Regions from separate parts of the Mus musculus genome. Here regions 2 and 3 are each linked to region 1. A link is a contact called in public Hi-C data. All regions are on one chromosome and are shown on one strand. Each heading gives the region's core, a stretch centred on a gene start, on an enhancer-like site or on the middle of the called end of the contact. The rest is flanking DNA. Distances are from core to core; before and after follow the strand shown. Region 1 holds the start of Wdr3 (WD repeat domain 3). Region 2 holds the start of Wdr77 (WD repeat domain 77). Region 3 holds the start of Them4 (thioesterase superfamily member 4).

What was found. A called contact is a pair of places that touch in the nucleus more often than the background predicts.
Region 2: a contact with region 1 is called in a Hi-C map of muscle stem cells, with 4 times the contacts expected there. The contact joins the promoter of Wdr77 here to the promoter of Wdr3 in region 1. A contact is called at or near these places in 2 of 39 promoter capture datasets (liver and pre-B cells), 2 of 484 Hi-C or Micro-C datasets (CD4 T cells and muscle stem cells) and 1 of 9 other capture datasets (liver).
Region 3: a contact with region 1 is called in a Hi-C map of rod photoreceptor, with 7 times the contacts expected there. The contact joins the promoter of Them4 here to the promoter of Wdr3 in region 1. A contact is called at or near these places in 1 of 39 promoter capture datasets (liver) and 3 of 484 Hi-C or Micro-C datasets (CD4 T cells, muscle stem cells and rod photoreceptor).

What each region holds. Positions count from the first base shown.
Region 1 is chr3:100,161,127-100,165,141 of GRCm38.p6, forward strand. Wdr3 (WD repeat domain 3) reads right to left here and starts at 1,281. Exons shown (of 27, transcript NM_175552.5): 1 at 1,218-1,281; 2 at 1-96. The coding sequence starts at 64. It overlaps Gdap2 (ganglioside-induced differentiation-associated-protein 2), which reads left to right and starts at 1,337. Exons shown (of 14, transcript NM_010269.3): 1 at 1,337-1,539.
Region 2 is chr3:105,958,141-105,962,813 of GRCm38.p6, forward strand. It overlaps Wdr77 (WD repeat domain 77), which reads left to right and starts at 1,358. Exons shown (of 10, transcript NM_027432.3): 1 at 1,358-1,558; 2 at 1,813-1,998; 3 at 3,477-3,618; 4 at 3,875-3,924. The coding sequence starts at 1,444. Atp5pb (ATP synthase peripheral stalk-membrane subunit b) reads right to left here and starts at 1,123. Exons shown (of 7, transcript NM_009725.5): 1 at 1,008-1,123; 2 at 722-758. The coding sequence starts at 1,047.
Region 3 is chr3:94,307,700-94,312,249 of GRCm38.p6, forward strand. It overlaps Them4 (thioesterase superfamily member 4), which reads left to right and starts at 2,433. Exons shown (of 6, transcript NM_029431.1): 1 at 2,433-2,589. The coding sequence starts at 2,518. It overlaps Gm36010 (a long non-coding RNA gene), which reads right to left and starts at 2,354. Exons shown (of 4, transcript XR_867460.2): 1 at 2,173-2,354.

The sequences.
Region 1 (4,015 bases), core at 31-2,530:
GGCTGCCAATCAAGCCAAAGACAGCACTAGCCACATAGCGCAGATACTGTTTAGTAAGCCCCATGCTGGGCTGTCTGATGACACCGGGAAGGCAATCTGTGTAAATAAACAAAATTCAGTTTTTGCAATACAATGACTCTGCACAGCTAACAAACAGGAACCTTTTTTTTTTACATGATCAAAAGCATGTAACTTGGCACAGATGGTAAAGTACCTGCTGTAGTACCCGCACCCACACATAAGGCCAGGCACAGAAAAATGCAGGTCTATGACCCCAGCACAGGGAAGGCAGAGAGAGAGATTCCTGGGATTCGAAGAGACCCTGTGTGTAGATCAGAGGAAGCCCAGAGTGAATGGGTCCTGCTGACATGAATGTAGCCATGTCAAGGACTTCAATGCCCCAGACCAATAGGAGAGGCATCATGGTCCTTTGGTTCAAGTGGGATGTTTACAGTGTTCCAGAAAATGTTCACCATAGCCTTCTTCCCTCCCACCACACCACCATGTGTACTGACTGAAGACTGCTCCCCACAGACTGTCCCTATTGCAATTAGATATTATCTCTATACAATCACCCTGTCTCCTTGTTCAGTTGTAAGCAATAATCCCCTCTTCATTTTCAACTGTATATAATAAGCTCGCAGAGCTTATGGGGCTGCTGCAGTTCCTCTATCCAAAAGCTCAGACCAACCGATCTCAGCTTTTATGCATGTGTGTTCATGTGTCTGCCTTTTCTACCCAGTTTTCTCTTCCCTGCACTTTCATCTCCAGTTTGTCTTCAACGAGCTGCTGCACTGGTTTTCTATCTAGCACTTCCACGTCCACGATTTTCGCTTCAAGTCATAGTAACACGCTTGTTTATCGTTTTCACATGCACTGTACCTACCCGAGGGCTTTAAAGCTTATTTCTCAAATAACTTCGCTTGTTTTCCTTCCTGCGACCTGGTCACTCTCAAACTATCCCCCGCACCTAAGTTTCTATTGCACATCATCCCCGAAATAATCCAAGGAAATCGGGCAGTTCCAGCAGCCTCGCACTCCGGCCCGGGGGCAGCGCGCGGCCTCTGGGTTCTGCGATGCAGACGGCCGCGGCAAAGGGCTTCTCCCCGGCCTCCCTAGTGCCCTTAGCGCGGAGTCCCTCGCCGCGTCGGCTCACCGTGAACACCACTGTGCGGGGAACCGCGCCCCGCGATCCCTAAAGAGCCAGCAACACTCACCTCACTCTCCACGAGGCTCCAGCAGACAGCGCTGCCTACGAGACCCGCCACTTCCGGTCCGATTGGAAGTTTCTTCCGCCCGGCGTTTCCCTTACCTTCTAGGCGGAAGTGACGGCAGAGCGCTGTGATTGGGTGGCGTGGCGGAGAGGAAGCGGGTACCTTCGCTGTCAGATCGCTGTCGCCAGTCACCCTGGCCTCTGGAGACCGGTTCGCTTCAGCCTCCGCCTCTGGCAAGCAAAGTGTACGGATGTCATCCGCCTGAATTCTGCCACGGATCTGAGTGAGCTGCGGGCCGCCGCCCGGATGGGCCCGCCCGAGCGCTGTGAGAGAAGGGCGAAGCCGGGAAGGGAGGGCGACACAGTCGGGTGCGGCGGCTGGGAGGGATTGGGCTGGCGGGTCCTCCCGGGCTTTGGGCTTCGCACTCAGGGTAGGTTGGGTCGCCAAGCTCTGGGGACGCAGGTCCCCGGGATTTGCTGGGACGCGGTGCTGCGAGCAGCCCTGCGGGTGGCGGCTCTAGCAGAGTCCAGCCCGTCCTATAAATCGGGTTCCCTGTGGTCAGACGCTGAGCCCAGGATGCTGAGTTGTAAAAAGACCCCGCAGTCCCTGGAGTGACATTGACCTGGCTTTGTGTTTCCGCTTTCAGGTCACTTGAGAGGGAAGTGACCCTGGGCTTACTGGTCCTTAATTGTAGACTGAGACTGAGCCACTCTGTTAACGAGGAAATTAGCTTTTCTTCTCTTGCCCCCTTTTATCCTTGGGCTGGTCTAGAAGTTTTAGAAACGAGGTCTGATGTCTGTAGCTGTCTATATAACTGTACGTATAACTATACAAAAGAATTGATCCCTGCCATGGTTTACTGAACCTCTGTAGCCAACCTAGAAATTAGACATGTAGACAATTGTAGCTGACAGGTAGACTTGTCTTCCTTATTTTTTTTTTTTTTTTTTTTTTTTTTTTTGAGACAGGGTTTCTCTGTGTAGCTCTGGCTGTCCTGGAACTCACTTTGTAGACCAGGCTGGCCTCGAACTCAGAAATCCGCCTGCCTCTGCCTCCCAAGTGCTGGGATTAAAGGCGTGCGCCACCACGCCCGGCCTTTCCTTTTTAATTTTAGCTACTATTTACTGGGTAAGATTTTCTTAGTGATTTAAAACATGTCCAGCTCATCCTCTGTGTTTAAGAAAATTGTTTTGAAAGAAGAATCATTTGTAGTGGGTTGGATGAAAAGAAGGCAAGAAATCGTGATGATAAATTTATTCCAGGCTGGGGAGGAACATTTGGATAGATGTGTATGGACCCTACCTCCTGTAGATGCTGTGCATTTCCTTGTTAGAGATGGGAGATGTGTGCTTTGGTGGGGAAACAGTTTAGAAGATTTCAGGCCTGCCCAACCTTTAGACATTGCCAATTGATGTTGTCATCTTTGGTCGTGGGATCAAAGCCAGGTTTTGTCCACAACTTTAATACCAGCACTGGAAAGCCAGCCTGGTATGATATAGAGTGCTGCATCTAGCATCCCTATCACCACCCCTCCTTAGACAGAGTCTCACAAAGGCCCTGTTCTGGAGCTCTCTGAAGACCATGTTGTCCTTGAGCTCACAAAGATCCACCTGCCTCTGCCTACAGCATGCAGGAATTAAAGGCGTGTACTGGCCCGCCAGGCTAAACTAGCACACCTTAATCTTACATATTTTCTTATCCAGTACTTTAAGATACATTTTCTTATCTAGTACTTGAAGAACAACATTATTATTTTAAGTTTCAAATTGCACTCTGTATGAAGACTTGCAACTGAAGCATGCTCTGGTGTGTTTAATATGTAGGTGACACTGCTAATTCACCGGAAAACATGTGTTTTGTATGTTTTTTTGAATGATGATTTACAGTTTACCTGGGACCATTGATGAAGGTTAGAGGTCTGTTTTATTATAATGTATTTATTTGCTGATATAGGTGAGCACGGACATGTTTTCATCTGAGCAGCTTCCATTTGCATAAAGTAACTCTTGTAAATATAATTGATTTGGCATCAGGATGAATATGGTGGGTGCTTTCACCCTTATATATCCTGGGCATTTAAATATTGAAATACAGAGCCATAAAGAATAATAAACCTGTTATTTGCCAAAAGCAACAAACAAGCTGCTTAATTATTAGAGGTCAGATTCATGGTCCAACTCTATGTGTTTCCCAGACTTAGCTCACCTGTGTAAACATTTGACAGTCATCTTCTCCTCTTAGTTGGTTCTCACTCTCCCCCCCCCCCGCCCTTTTTTTAAGTGGCACCATTCATTTTGTTTTATTTTGTTGAGATAAGATAATTCTGGCTGTCCTAGAACTAGGACAGCTGGGCCTCAAATTCACTGAGCTCAACCTGCCTTAGCCTCCCAGAGCTGGAATTTAAGGCCTGTGCCACCACACCCAACTTGATACCATTCTTTTTTACCTGTTTGGAAACTCAGGTTTTGAGACAGTGATCCCAAGTGCTCTGCCTGATGCTGCCGGACCTGGAGGAGTAAAAATCTGGTCTCTGCAGGCAATTCAATTTTTCAAATAACTCACAATTTGTATGTTTTTAAAAGCTAATGGTGGCAGGATGCAGGGGGAAATAAGCTACAAAGAACTCTTTGAATCATAAAGAATAGTAGCTTCTCTTTGTTTGGGGGGGGGGGTCCTTTCTCTTAAACTAACATAGAAAATATTTAGCCTAATTCATAGATCTGATTTAGTCTGGAAACCAACAACTTTTTGATACAAAACTGTGCCTCAGGAGACTGTGAGTTTTACTAAACTATAGTGCT
Region 2 (4,673 bases), core at 108-2,607, 5.8 Mb after region 1:
ACCCAAGACACAGATGAGGTTAATTCAGGTTTTCTTGGTTTTGCTATGTTTAGATTTTATTGCAATAGGGATATGAGCTCTGAAGGGTTTTAAGTGGGGGGAACTGCCAAGATCTCTCTGCTACATTGAGAATGGACTGTATTGGGATAAAAACAGATGTTAAGACTGAAAGCCTAGTGAAATTGTCCATTTCAGAACTGTGGGCAGCGGCTTCATGCTGTAACAATGGTAGTGAAAGTAGTCAGACTCAAAGCATCCTCACGAGTTGAGTCTTACTGACGGATTAGAGGATGGAGCTACTGTGTAGCTGTCTCTAGGACTAGGGTTGTTACTGTGATCTCCACAAAGTTATCCACTGTCACATTATGTGATCATCAACACAAGCATTTACGAAGCCATATGTGTTTTCGGCCTCCTGATATGGTTAATAAAAGATGGAAATCTGGAAGACACCCAAAACAATAGGTTTTATTTTGCTGTATTTAACCAGATCTGTCCTTGGGGGTAAGTAAGCCAGTAACTTGGTTGTGTGTCGCTGAAGGTCACAACGAGGGGTGAGCCTCTCTTTGGTGTTTGTCAGAGGAAGGAACAGGATCATGTTCAAGGCAATTAGAAGAACAAACGTCCGAATGAGTATGCAAGCTGGCTAACGTGAAGGAAAACAGCAATTTTTGGCTTGACGCTAGGAAATGGAAAGAGAATAAGACGTGGTGACACTCACCCTGGACCTAGGGCGGCCGCGTTCTTCAGACACGGGGCTGGAAATACACAAGACGGAGGTTAGCAAAGTCAAGGAGAAATCGCGTTTCTACCTTCCCGGGTGTCGGCCCTGGCATCCGTCTCTGCCGCGCCCTGAGATGCTGGGCGGCCCGGGAGCTCTCCAGATCGCTCCCGTGGGTGAGCTCGGGCCCAAACGCCGCAGTCCGTCCTCTACCCGCTTCCCGCCTCCCCGGCCTGGCTTCTTCCTAGTCACCCTGCTACGCTAACCTAGGCTCTACGTCTCTCACCCGCTGTGGCGGCAGCAGAAAGCACCACCCGGGACAGCATTGTCTGCGAAGAGCGGGACAGCGGGCTCCGTGTCCCTGTGACCCCGACCCGAGCCTGTCAGGGGCAGGAGCAAGATGGCCGCTCGCACATCTCGCGAGAAGAGATCAGCTCGCTTTTTCTCGGAAGTTCTCGGCTTTTTCCCCGCCCCCTCCCCACTATCGCGAGAAGAGGAGAAAAAATGGGTGGGGCTGAGGGAGGGAAACAAACAAAATCCCGCTGCGGGGACAGGAGACGGAAAAGCAGGCTGGAAGGGTAGACACAATTCTCGCGAGAAGTAGAGCGAATTCCCTCGGAGAGGGGCGGTTGCGCAGAGGTACACCACGTGTGCGGTCCCTCCGGCGCCGAGTCAGGGTCTCTCGTCGAGTCTGGGTCTAGGTTAGATTTGGAATCGTGGAGATGCGGAAGGACACCCCTCCTCCGCTCGTGCCCCCGGCGGCCCGCGAGTGGAACCTGCCCCCCAATGCGCCCGCATGCATGGAACGTCAATTGGAGGCTGCACGGTACCGGTCTGGTGAGCCGAGATCCCGGGGCCTGGAAGCCCCTTTACCCCCAGTCTCGGGTGCCCTCTCCCGGTGCTGACCCTCTCGAGTCCTCCCAGCGCCGTGTGGCCCTCCTCGGCCATACCTGGCGTCCTGGCCCTGCCCCAGCTCAGCTCCACAAATCCGATCTCAGATTCAGACTGGTCCCGCCACGGGGTTCTGTGAGGTTACCATAGAAACAAGGCCTTCCATCTGACACCTTATAACTTTGCTCTCCCCACCGTAGATGGTTCCCTTCTGCTCGGGGTCTCCAGCCTGAGTGGTCGCTGCTGGGTAGGTTCTCTGTGGTTTTTCAAGGATCCTAGTGCGGCCCCCAACGAAGGTTTCTGCTCTGCTGGCGTCCAGACCGAGGCTGGAGTAGCTGACCTCACTTGGGTGGGGGACAAAGGTATCCTAGTGGCTTCTGATTCAGGTGAGTGATCCCCCTCCCCTGGAATTGAAGAGTTGGGTACAGGGTAGGATGGGAAAAGGTGTTTTATTATTTAGAAGCAGGGTTGTTTACCTTATTGGCTTGGCTGTCCCAGAAACTAAGTAGACCAGGCTGGCCTTGAACTCACAGAAGTCTTCCTCTGTGCTGTAATTAAAGACGTGTGCCACCGTGCCTAGCCTCCTGTTTTCTTTTGCTGTTGTGTTTGCTATGTGCTGTGAATTGACTCACCTTGCTAGGCAACTGCTCTGTCACTGGACAGTCCTTAATCCCACCTTTCTTTGAGTGTCAGGCTGAGAAATGTAGGCTTTGGCATTAAAAAAGACAAAGAAATGAAGTTGGTAGGTGATGGAGGGTAAATGTTGGACAAGCTAGGGATGAATATAGTCAGACTACATTGTATGCGTGTATGGAGTTCTCAGAATTAAGCAGATTAAAGAAAGTCAGAATTTATATAAGTTGGTGGAAGCTGGGTATAGGTGCTGCCTGTAATCCCAGCAGCCGCAGGCAGAGCTCTGTGAGTTGGAGGCCGGCCTGTTCTCCATATCCAGTTCCAGGCCAGCCATAGGTACGTAGGGAAGTAGGGAAAACCCTGTCTCAAAGATTAAAATAGATTTATTTTGGGTCTGGAGAGATGATCCAGTGGTGATAAGTGTTAACTACTTTTTCAGAGGACCCAAGTTGGACACCCAGCACCCACATTCCACTAACAACCTTGTAACTACAGTCTTAGGGAAGCCAGTGCCATCTTTTGGCCTCCATGGGCACTGCATGCACTTGATGAATAGACATAGATGAAAGCAAAACACCTGTGCGCTTAAAATCAGAACATCTCTCTCACATACAAACATTCTTAAGTGTTAGGTAGAACATGGCAATTGAAAAGTAGAATGTTAGTGAATGAGACTGACAGTTGAAATTAGAATATTTCAAGACAGTGAGTGGCTGCTCTTCCAGAGCTCATGAGTTCACATCCCAGCAACCACATGGTGGTTTACAACCATTTGTAATTGGATCAGATGGCCTCTTCTGGTTTGTCAGTGACAGTGTGATCATATATATAATATAAATCTTAGAAGTATTTCAAGACATTTTATGTAAGCAAATATTTACTAGTGTCTGCATACCTGGGAAGAGACATCGTCACTGAACTGTTATCTAAATAAGGCTCTCTGGGAACCGATTGCTTAGGACCTGCTTTCTGGAAGCACTAGAATTGATTTTACATCTTATTTCCCTATCTCCAGGAGTTTTCCTCATAGGCATCTGGCCTGTTAGGAAAGCAGTAGGGTAACAAAACCAAACGGCCTGGAAGTCAGCTAAGCCGTTAGTGACGTGGACTTTGCTTTTACAGTTGGCTCAGTAGCAATTCTTGCTTGAGTCCTAGGCAGGAGTTCCTGCCTTGGTACAACCCAGGCTCATGCTTCCCTTGTCTGCACCTCACCCCGCTCTGTCCCCAACAGGTGCTGTTGAATTGTGGGAGCTAGATGAGAACGAGACACTTATAGTCAGCAAGTTCTGCAAGTATGAGCATGATGACATTGTGTCTACTGTCACTGTCCTGAGCTCTGGCACACAAGCTGTCAGTGGTAGCAAAGACTGCTGGTGAGTCCCTGTTTTCATTATTTCTATATCTAGACTTCCTGTGGATATCCCATCTATCCTGTTAATTTCATTATGTAAAATGCTTTGGGCTGTTTTTAGTCTAGTGAGTAATGGCATGTCTGTTTCCTAAGAGACTTGGTAGTGCATTGTAAATAAAACAGCAGGAGTCTAGGAAACAGAAGTGGGACATGTTGTATGGGTATATTTTAATGTTGATACTGCAAGTTAATATTCCTATTTTTTTTTTGCATTGTAGCATCAAAATTTGGGACCTGGCTCAGCAGGTATCACTGAATTCATACCGAGGTAAGTGTTGAGTCCTGCCTATAGTTATCTTTTCTTTCCCCTTTGGGATATTTGAACAGTGTTTGGGTAACAGTAGTAGCCAGTCTGGGTTCTTTTGATTGGTCTTTCCTTACCCCAAAACTACAGTCAGGTTCCATTATCTGCTTCCTGTCCATTTCTTTGTGCTCCCGTTTCGGTTGATAGTCTCACAGCCTTTTGACTAAGTGGGTGTCTTAGTTCTGTTCTCTTGCTGTGAAACAACACCATGATCAAGGAAAAAACATTTATTTGAGGGCTTGCTTAGAGTTTCAGAGGGTTTTTTGACTGTCACAGCAAGGAGCGTGGGCCAGTAGGCAGAGCCTGGTGCTGGAGCAGTAGCTAAGAGCTTACATTCTAATTCACAAGCATGTGGCAGAAAGATAGCAAGACTGGCTTGGTGTGGGCTTTTGAAACCTCGTAGTCCATCTCCAGTACACTTGGCCACACCTCAAAATTCTTCCTAAGTAGTCCACCAATGGGAGCCAGACATTTTAAATAGACGATCCTGTGGGAGCCATCCCCATTAAACTGAAGTGGGCTGATAGCCTCCATCCATCCTCTTACCCTCAGGTTCGTCAGGTTCTGTTGGGTCTCATTTGATTAGTCCTTCCTGTCCATATCTTACCTTCCATGGCCCGTCGGGCTTTAGCAATAGAGTCACACTCACATCTTCACCTGCAGTCTGTGACTCTTGGTTCTTCATTGCTTTCTTGTAGCCTGCAGATCAAGAT
Region 3 (4,550 bases), core at 1,183-3,682, 5.9 Mb before region 1:
GTCATATGACATTAGTCTATCGGCGCCTATTTCATTTAACATGTGCAAGTTTACCCACGTTGTTGCAATAAGTTTTCTTTTCATAATTCTTTATTACATTTGTTTACTTATTTACTTGATAGTGTGTGTATGCACACATTACTGCATACATGTTCAGAATATGTTTGGAGGTCAGACAACAAATTGAAGGAGTCCCTTCTCTTATTTTACCATGTAGATCATGGGAATTGGACTCAGGTCATCAGGCTTGGTGGCAAGATATACATATGCAGATATAAAATTTTTTGATTATTGGGTCTGAAGAGAGTAAGTTGGAAGACTTTGTGCTACAAGTATTAGTATGATACTAATGATGATAAAAGGATGATAAACACACACATGCACACAGTCTCATGTATCTCAGAATGGCCTCAAATTCAACAGTGGCTGAGAATGACATTGGACTCCTGATCCTCCTGTCTGACTTCGAAGATTTTAAGTAAACCTGCCATACACATCAACAGCTTCCATCTTCTTCCATCTGCTTCTCAAATCACTGCCCGATCTCCATTTTGTTCCTCTAACTTATTCATTCTCTCTGTTATTTCTACTTCCTAGGATATCTCAAATTCCAGAAACAGTGAGCCCTGAAGGCTTGCACCCTATAATGGGAACTGGAATTAACTCACAGAGCTAATGATTTCCCAATTGCAATCGGGACCTTGAAAGATGAAATCTAAGACAAGGAGCCACCCGACCAGATCCTAAAATTGCTACAAGTTTCTGGGCTAACAACTTACATACCTACCCCAACCACAATTTGGTTCTTACCCTGTACAATCTTGCAGCTATCCCTAGCCCCTGGAGGCAGTTCTCAGGATGTCATTAGACCACTGTCTTTCTGACCTTAGAAACTCAAAAATAAAGTCCCTAATCCCTTTCCTATTGTACTCTCGCTGTTGTCTAGAATTGTGGTATGTAACCAACTCTATTCCTTCATGTCAGGCACCTCTAGCTCTAGCCTCCAACAAAAGAGAAAGCTTTCAGATAAAAATGGGTGTCTTGGCCAGGCGTGGTGGCACACGCCTTTAATCCCAGCACTTGGGAGGCAGAGGCAGTTGAATTTCTGAGTTCGAGGCCAGTCTGGTCTACAGAGTGAGTTTCAGGACAGCCAGAGCTACATAGAAAAACCCTGCCTCGAAAAACAAAACACAAAAAACAAAAAACAAACAAAAAAAGGGTGTCTTAGGTAAAAGACAGAAGAACTTGAAGGCATATAAGACTCACTGTGAAACAGAGTAGAGAACAACTATTATTATTGTTATTTGACTTTATTTATATGGGTGTTTTGTCTGTGCACCACATGCATGCCTGGTGCCCACAGAAACCAAAAGAAAGAGAGGGTATCCAATCCCCTGGAACTGGAATTGCAAACAGCTGTGAGCTGCCATGTGGGCGCTCAGATTCTAACCATTGCTTTTAAACTTACGAACCATATCTCCAACTCAATGCAGATTTCTCTTCCTTTCTTTGTTTTTGTTTTGCTTTTTGTTGTTTGGTTTGGTTAGGTTTTTGAGATAAGGTATCATTATGTTGTCTTAGCTGGTTTGAACCACCCACCTCTGCCCCTAAGTGCTAGAATTAAATGCTTTATGACACCACTATCCAAATATTAGACTATCCACAACTCCTTCTATTAGTTTTTCATTTCCTTTGTAATTATCATTTTAAAACTAGTCAATCACAACAAACGCCGGGCAATTGGGGTCAGGGGAGCGTGGGGCAGTCACCACCTGTCCCCTGTGTGCTTGCTAACTGTAGTTGGATCTTGGTGCACCCTTTGACAAAAATAATTGCTTTGCTTCTGTATTCCTTTGTGGGACACTGAGATTCTTCTGTTCCCAGCACAGAAAGAACAAATCAGTGAATCAACGGATAGTCTTTAAACTAACAGGCTCCCATTAGACAGTTTGGGCTAACTCTATCGAGCCAGACCAAGAGCAATTTCTTTGATAGAGACGGTTCTTACTAGAGTAAAAGTTGATATACATTTTCAGTACACAGACACATATGCGCGCGTGCGGAGAGAAGGGGCACCTGAAGAGTGTACCTGTTAAATAGTAGAGACTGACAGAGTTTTAAATGTATGTGCACGTGTTCTACACCCAGAAGACCAACACCATCAACCCGCACCTAGTGGTTATCCACTCCTTGTGTGTGCTCCTGTTCGGCCGAGATGATGAGTCTTTCGCTGGCTGGAGCGTTAAACTGCCTGTGAACAAGGAACTAAACTAGGCTGTCTCGCTGCGCCAGTGCAGTAACCGTGGCTGAGAGCCGGACGCAAAATCTCCCGGAACCAAAAGCGGGTGTAGAGGATTCGGTCCGCCCGGATTCGGAGAGGCGCCAGCACTGTGGGCGGCGCGCGGCTCCGCCCTCCACCCGCCCGCCTCCACAGTTAATAGCCCAGAGTCGGCGTGTGGATAGTGTGGCTCTTTCTGGAACAGAGCAGAGAGCAGCGTCCTGCCCTCGGCTTGAGCAATGCTGAGAAACTGCGCTATGCGCCTGCGCACTCTTGGGGCCACGCCTGCGAGGCGGCCAGGAGCAGCTAGGGTGAGTCCCGGGACGCTTGCTTTCGTGGGGCGAGAAGGGGAGACAGCACGACCGAGACTAAGCTAACACCTGCCCCTGGCTGTGACGGGGCTCTTGGGCTCTTCTGCCCTGAGATTCGAATCGGGAGGAGCCGGAAGGGAAAGTGACTCAAGGTTGAACTAGGTCTGCAGGGATGGGATCGCCACTACTAAGACTGAGATAATAAGAAAGGATAAGCAAGGTCACCCAGAAAACTGTGAAAGAGCCATTATTGACCCCTGGAGAAGACCATTTATCCTTAGCAGGGATCTAATCCTGATAGACTCTGATTCGTTATAACCAATTCAGGAAGAAGTAGACTTCTGATTGTCAGATAATTACTCCCTCTCTAGCCCGTTTTCATCATCTTAGAGGATGTTATGAGACTAAATGAGATAATGCAAGGGAAGCATTTAGCATACCTGGAATGTAAATCTTAAATGTTGCCTGTCCATATTTTTATCCCTGCCTTTGTTCTATTGATGTAGTCAATACTTGTTGAGCTCCAACTCACGCCCGCGTGTGTGTCCGTGTGTACTGAAAATGTATATCGACAGTAAGAACTGTCTCTATCAAAGAAATTGCTCTTGGACTGGCTCGATAGAGTTAGCCCAAACTGTCTAATGGGAGCCTGTTAGTTTAAAGACTATCATATATGTCAGGTGTGATTGGCCACTGACGATAGGTCGTATTATAGTTAGCTAAGGGGAAAAAACGTTCCGCCCAAGAAATTTACGGGTTTAATTTGGGAGAATGGGATCAGTTTGCCAAATCAAATGTTTGTATACAATGTGTTGTAATAAAGAACGACAGCTGACAGGGAACAGCTCTGTATTGAGAAATGAAAAAGAACTTTGATTATTAGGGGAGTGGCATCTCTCTCAAGCTATTGCAGCTTCCTGCTAGACAATAAGAGGGCTGGAGGCCCTGGGTGATAGACACACACACACAATTTTAAAATAATGATGAATGTTGATGTATTGACATCAGCCAGGTACCATCTTGCCGATTAGAAAAGAAAATGATTCGTGCTAGTCTTACAACAACAAATATGAATTAGTTTAATTACATGTTGGAGCCTGGCAGTCTGTGCTGAGCTGAGAACATTACAGCATTAGTATTTGCAGGCCTTTTTTTTTTTTTCATCATGCTGCTTTTGATTTAGTAACGTATCTTAAAAGGAGGCAGAAAAAGTCATAACTTATTTTACAAGTACAAGTCCAACTTCCATAAATGTATAACTAAAGATCAAGCATGACCTTTCCCCTGCTGAGAACAAAGGGTAATGATTATCCCTACAACTTGTCCTTTATTCATAGCCTGTGCTATGAATTTACAAGTGCATTCACCACAAGTAGCGCTTAGACCTCGCCTCTTTGAACTGAAAGTTGAGTTTCTTTTATTTCCCACAACACTGTGGTGTCCAGAAGGTAGCTCGGCATGGCTCCAACTGAAATTAGTAGCTTCACTCCCATTCTCTGCCATCTGCACGTTCACACTAGCAAGCATCTTTTACTTCTAACCTTGCCATCCAAACCACAAGTCTGGAATCATCCAAGACTCCTCTGCTTCCTCTTTCCTGGGGTTAGTAACTCCCATTTCCCTGGGTTCTAGCACTGAGTGTCACTTGAACCTTCTCTTCTTGTTCCTCTGTACCTAGTTCGGCTCTGGGCTATAGCTAGCCCAGATTTTTATCAGTCTTTGCTACTTTTGCTTTTTTCTCACTATTTTAACTCATCCTTTGCACTTGGTGAAACTTTGTAAAAACCAATGCTGTTACTGTGCTGAAGGCTCTTTATGGGAATTGAGCATTTCAACACACCAACTTCATGATTCTTACATGATTGCCCTTTATAAAAAGAAAAAAAAAAAGAGCTAGGCAGTGGTAGTGCATGTCTTTATGCCCAGCACTCATGAGGCAGAGGCAGGAGGATCTATATGAC